Linked DNA regions of Triticum aestivum: region 2 is linked to region 1. A link is a contact called in public Hi-C data. All regions are on one chromosome and are shown on one strand. The core of a region is the stretch at or near the end of the contact, and the rest is flanking DNA. Distances in the headings are between cores, read along the strand shown. Region 1 holds the start of LOC123078451 (beta-galactosidase 2). Region 2 holds the start of LOC123078453.

Region 1 (2,700 bases), core at 88-2,587:
TCCGACGTTGCTCACCACCGTTGTCGTTGCCACAGAAGCCACCGTGCACGTCCAGTCATAGGAAGCACCAAAGGGATCAAATTCTTCAAGACGGCGCCCTAAAGAGGGGAACGGCGTTGAAGACGACGACACCGCCCGACCTTGTAGCAGGATCTGGGCTTTCACCCGAAGGACTTGATCCGGGAGTAGAGGCTGTGAAGATTCCCGACAACGCCTCCAAGGAGGATAGCGACGCCCACAGGCGCCGTCGCCGACGGCCGGTCAGCACCGGCCAGGCTTTCACCCGGTGCAGCCACTCCCACGCAGCAGGCCGAGGTCGACCCGTACCTCCATTGGACCGCGCACCCCCCACACAACGAGCACGCCACTGCTGTGTAGGGCCACCCGCAAACCTCCTCGACGACGGGCCTGCAGAGACCAGATCGGGTCCTGCACCCCGCATCCAACCGCGGCAGAGCCACCCAGCTCCAACAAGCGGCAACGGGGCACCACCACCAGCCGGCAGTGCCCCTCCCGGGCCGCCAGCCACGGACCTCCGACCAGCAGCCGTCTCCTTCCGGCCCCCTGTACTTCAGAGCAGCAGAACGGGGCAGAGAAAACTACCCATCTTGCGCTGCCAAGGCCGGATCCGTGGCGTCCAGGCTTGCCCGCAGGGCCGCCGAGCGAAGACCACCGGCTGCCGCCCGCCAGATCTGCACCGGCGACCAACACGGCGCACCCACCGCACTCCGCGCCCAGCCGCGCCCAGCCCGCGCCTCCACCCTGCTCGCAGGCCAGCACCACCGCTGCCTTGACCTCACGCCGCCGCGACGCCTCTGCCGACGGCCCGCCTCCTCACCAGATTCGGGCGCGAGGGCCCCGGATCCTCCGCCTCGCAGGCAGCCGCCGGACCACCTCCGCGAGGGAGGCGCACGCCAACCCCGCGCGCGACCTGGGGCCGCTGCCCCAGCCTTCCAGCGCCAGCCAACGCCATCCCGAGCGCCAACGTGCCCGAGCTCCCTCCAGGAGCGGCCGGCCCGCGCCGTACCATCTCCAGCGGAAAGGAAAAAAAAGGGCCCCGCCGCCGCCGAACCGCGGGCTTTGCCCGGCGACTCCTGCCGGCGGCGGCGAGGAGCGGGGGCGCGGTGGTTGTGGCTTGCGGCGGCGGCTAGGTTTCGCTCCTGGCCGCCCGCGGGAGCGACCGAGGAGCGACCCGTCGGGGGCCGGCCTTACGTTGTGTTTTTCATTTCCTCTTTCTTGATGATGGCTTTCTCTCTCTAAACATTTATGCGGCTTAGTGTTTGGTAATGCTATTTTCTGTACTGAATAGTGTTTGTGAATATTTGCCTAGTGGAGTAAAGTATTTGCTTGTCGGTGATAAGGCTAGAAGAGAGGTAGAGCGAGGAATTTCTTTTTTCTTTGAAAGGAGAGCGAGGATATTTTTGTCTGCGAGGAGAGATGGAGCAAGGATCTAGGATTAGTGAGAACTGGGTCAGATAGGATGGGAAACTCGGTGGGATTCCGAAGCTAGCCACACGGTGAGAGGACGCTGCGCTGCGCTGCCGGAGCCGGCGCCGGGGACGAGGTAGTTTGCCATGGTGGCTCTCGCTGGTCCGGAGCCACGCCTGGTAGTTTTCCATGGTGGCTTATGTGGGTGGTGCAAAGAGGATGATCTCGTCAGAGCGGGTGCGGGAGATGTTGGAGGGCAAGCTGGGGATCCCACTAGAGTTCATCTCGGTCCACCGCCATTGCCCGGGGGACTTTCTGTTCGTGTTTGCCTCGGCGGAGCTCAGGAACAGAGTCTCGGCGTGCCCATCGGTGGAGTTACAAGGTGACAGGCTCATTTTCAGGCCATGGAATAGGCAGTCGCAGGCAGTGGCGGCGCCAGGATGTGGCCACGCCCCAGGCAGGCAGTGTACACTGACGCACTGTATCTACAGTGCTATGTACAATACATGAAGGGAGCTGCTCTCACGCCCCAGGCAGCGGCCCGGGCTACCTGGGGCCTGTCTCCACCACTGGTCGCAGGCGGTGCATTCGGTGGCTGGGTTCAAAGTTTGGCTGGAGCTGGAGGGGATCCCTCCCCATGCCTGGGATCGGTCAGTTGTGGAGGACTTGCTGGGCTCGTCGTGCAAGCTCGACGCCGTCGCTCCGGAGACCTTCTCTCGGGCTGACCTGGCTTCGTTCAAGACCACTGCTTGGACGGCGAACCCGCAGAGCATCCCTACCCTGCGCTGGCTCGCCGTGCCGGAGCCGGGGAGGAGCGACCGCCGGCGTTCCTCCAGTACAAAGTGCTCATTCACTTGGATGCAGTGATGGATCTCCGAGAGGCCGGTGAGCCGTGGTTCTTTGACGGTTCGTCATACAGTGGTCAGAGTGGCATCCCTGAGCAGGATGGAGACATGGGAGGGCCGGGCCCTAGGCCGCGCTGGGTGCCATGGCAGTTTGGGGTCCGCGACTCACGTGGTGGCAGCTGCGCCGCCGGCGGCAGTGGTGGCGGCCGTGCTCATGGCGCAGTTGTTGGCCGGGCTGGTTCCCCTGCTTCGGATTGGCGCCTCCCTCTGATGGGTGCGACGTGCGAGGCCGGACTGGGGCCCACAAGGGTGATGGCAGCAAACATGATAACGCGTAGGCAGTCGGCTTTTGACCGGCTGACTACGGCTGCGGGACCTGGGGAACGTTCGACCGAAAATTCAAACGAGACAGGCGGGAGAGGCGCTA
Region 2 (2,700 bases), core at 20-2,519, 170 kb before region 1:
TTATTGTGTCTCAATGTAAACTATGAAAAATTAAAGGGAACACTTGATGGAATGTACGTAGCACCCATCTCTACTAAAAAAATAAATGTTTCACCTATGTTTCGTTCATTTGCTCAATCACATGCTATTTGATTCAAGCCACACACGGTAACCACAGTGTGCGACTGGTGCTAAACCATAAAATGATAGAGATAACACAAGCATAAATGATATTACCTAATTCTGAGCAATTTTCTCAAATCAGAAATGAATGGCAGAAATATGGTAAAAACGGATCTCTACGAACATTATTTTGGTTTCTACAGAATGCATTATATATTAAATCACAGATTTAGGAAATAACCATAAATAGTAAAGCTTTGTAGCAAATTACTCTCCATCCAACCATAACTCCAGTACGCTTGCTCCCTTGCAGGCATTGACACAAGCACGTGGGGATTGAATCAATCAGGCTAGTCTGTGAACCGGTTCAGCACTTGTTGTCTGTTCAGTGTATTTCAGTGTCCAAAATTCAGCATCAGACATAACCGGTACGTGCTGCAGGTACAAATAAAATTCAGAAAGAGTACCGGGGTTTGGCTGAGCTGCTGCTTGGTACTTGCCGTCGAGTTGGGAAGACCGGAAGTGGCAGGAAAGTACGGGCATGACGGTCACACCGAATGGCTTGGCCTCCAGGCACTGGCAGTCGCCGTGCTCCTCAAAGGCAGTGTCCAGGACTCCAGGGACTCCCCACATCTTCAGATGGTATGGCCACGGTGCCGGCGTCGAGGGACATCCCGCCCGCAAGCACCACCACCCTACCTCACCGCTCCCTTCTCTCCCTCCGGCCTCCCATCTCCTTCCTCCCGTCTTCCCTTTTCTCTCCCACCGCCGAGCAGCAGCAGTACCCGAAGCCATGCCGCGCCCGCAGCCATCGTGCTCTGAGCTCTGGCTGACTTCCTTCCAGATCCGCCTCCTATGCGCCATTTTCCACCGGATCCGGCGAGAATCGGCAGGTCCTCGCCGACTGCACCACCGCAAGCCGCTGCAAGGCCGCCGCTGGTCTCGTCCGCGTCGTGGTCGACTCGCCAGCCCTTCCCGCTCGCGCGCCTCTCCTCCACGCCTCTCTATTTTCTCCTCCTTCGTCTCCGTCGCGCACCTCCCGCCTCCCTGCCGCCGCCTGATGCGCTGCCTGAGCGCAGCGTCGCCGCCCCTCCCTGTCATGGCCGCCGCCTGCACAAAAAACGAAACGTAAGGATTGCGGGTTGAATACTCCCTAATCCAAGGTCCTTTTTGTAAGATCGAAACGTTTTCCAGATCCACTTAAAAAGGGGACCGCGGGTTAAATTAAAAAAAATTGCAAAACAGGCGCGACGGTGAGCAGGTGGGCAGAAGCAATAGCTTCTTTATTATTATCAGGAAAAAAATTGTAGTCTTTTTTGAAAAAAATGTTGCGGAGCAAAAAAAAAAGGAAAAAATACAAAAAAAGTGAAAAAAAGAGATTCAGAATGTGCTCCTCCCTGTTTACGTGTAGCGTCGTGATTTTGTTAGTATTCTAGGCTCGCGTCTCTGGCACGGTCTAGCCTAGGACCAGCACAGTACCGTCGTTAAGCATTTATTCAACTTTGTACCTCTAAATTAATTATTGCCGACCCTTTTTGCTACCATATTATAAGCCTTCCCAGCTTCACATACATCTACGTCGTGCGTTTGACTCTCCCTGGTAATTGCTCTATCCAAGCTTTGAGAGTTTTGACTACAACAGTTGCCGATCACCACCTGCTGCTTGGTAAACTCGTAAGAATTTGAGATTCGCTTGATGAATTTGTGACTTTCCACAACGCCACAACCACTTCCTAGTAGTCTATAGTGTCGGCGCTCAGGGAACGGGGGTCCCCAGACTTGCTTGCCTGCGGCCCACGGCGTGGCTCCACCAGCGCCCTGGTACGGCCCGTCTTCACCAGCAAACACTCAAGACCCTCGCGAGGGGCCGAGCCTCGCGAGGCGGACGACACAATACCTCCTCAGGGGCGGCCTCACTAGGCTGGCTCGCAAGGGGCGGAGAGATCAAGGCGAGGGGCACCTCGTGAGGTTCTCGTGACGTGAGCCATGACGACCAAGGCCAGGCGGGCGCCAGCGGGCGCAGAGTACCCGTTGCCTCTTTGGTGCTAAAGGGGCAAGCGCAGGCGAGGAGTTCCGAGGCATCAGGCAAAGGTTTCCATATCGGTGCAACGAGACGAAGACCAGCAGGACGGCAGGACGGATGTCATCGCGGAGCCCACGACGGCGTCACCACCGGAGCCTTTGGCAGGCGAAGACCACCTTTTATCAGGATAACATGTACTAGCTGCCCCCTTCAAGTTGGCCATTGTGGGATCCCTTCCCGCCTAACATTTAGGGAGAGGACCCGGGCCTCTATAAATAGGACTAGCCACCACCTTAGTAGGGGACGGATCATTCAGATCATCCTCAACCACACAAGCTCATCGAGCCCAAGAACACCTCTCCTCAGGAGGCTGTTCTTCCCTTGTACTTGTTCATCCTTAGCCTATGAGGCAATCCACCACACACATTGGAGTAGGGTATTACACCACATCAGTGGCCCGAACCAGTATAAACCCTGTGTCCCTTGTTCTTCGAGTTTGACGTGCTGAGCCTTGAGATCATGGTGAGTGGGTGAGCTAGGGAAGGGAGAGATCTTCGTGCGCACCCCAGTGTTCG

What was found. A called contact is a pair of places that touch in the nucleus more often than the background predicts.
Region 2: a contact with region 1 is called in a Hi-C map of leaf, with 4 times the contacts expected there. The contact joins the promoter of LOC123078453 here to the promoter of LOC123078451 in region 1. A contact is called at or near these places in 2 of 5 Hi-C or Micro-C datasets (both in leaf).

What each region holds. Positions count from the first base shown.
Region 1 is chr3D:284,341,930-284,344,629 of IWGSC CS RefSeq v2.1, reverse strand. LOC123078451 (beta-galactosidase 2) reads right to left here and starts at 1,337. Exons shown (of 19, transcript XM_044500964.1): 1 at 1-1,337.
Region 2 is chr3D:284,516,098-284,518,797 of IWGSC CS RefSeq v2.1, reverse strand. It overlaps LOC123078453, which reads right to left and starts at 1,269. Exons shown (of 2, transcript XM_044500966.1): 1 at 570-1,269; 2 at 1-483. The coding sequence starts at 1,203. The coding sequence ends at 470.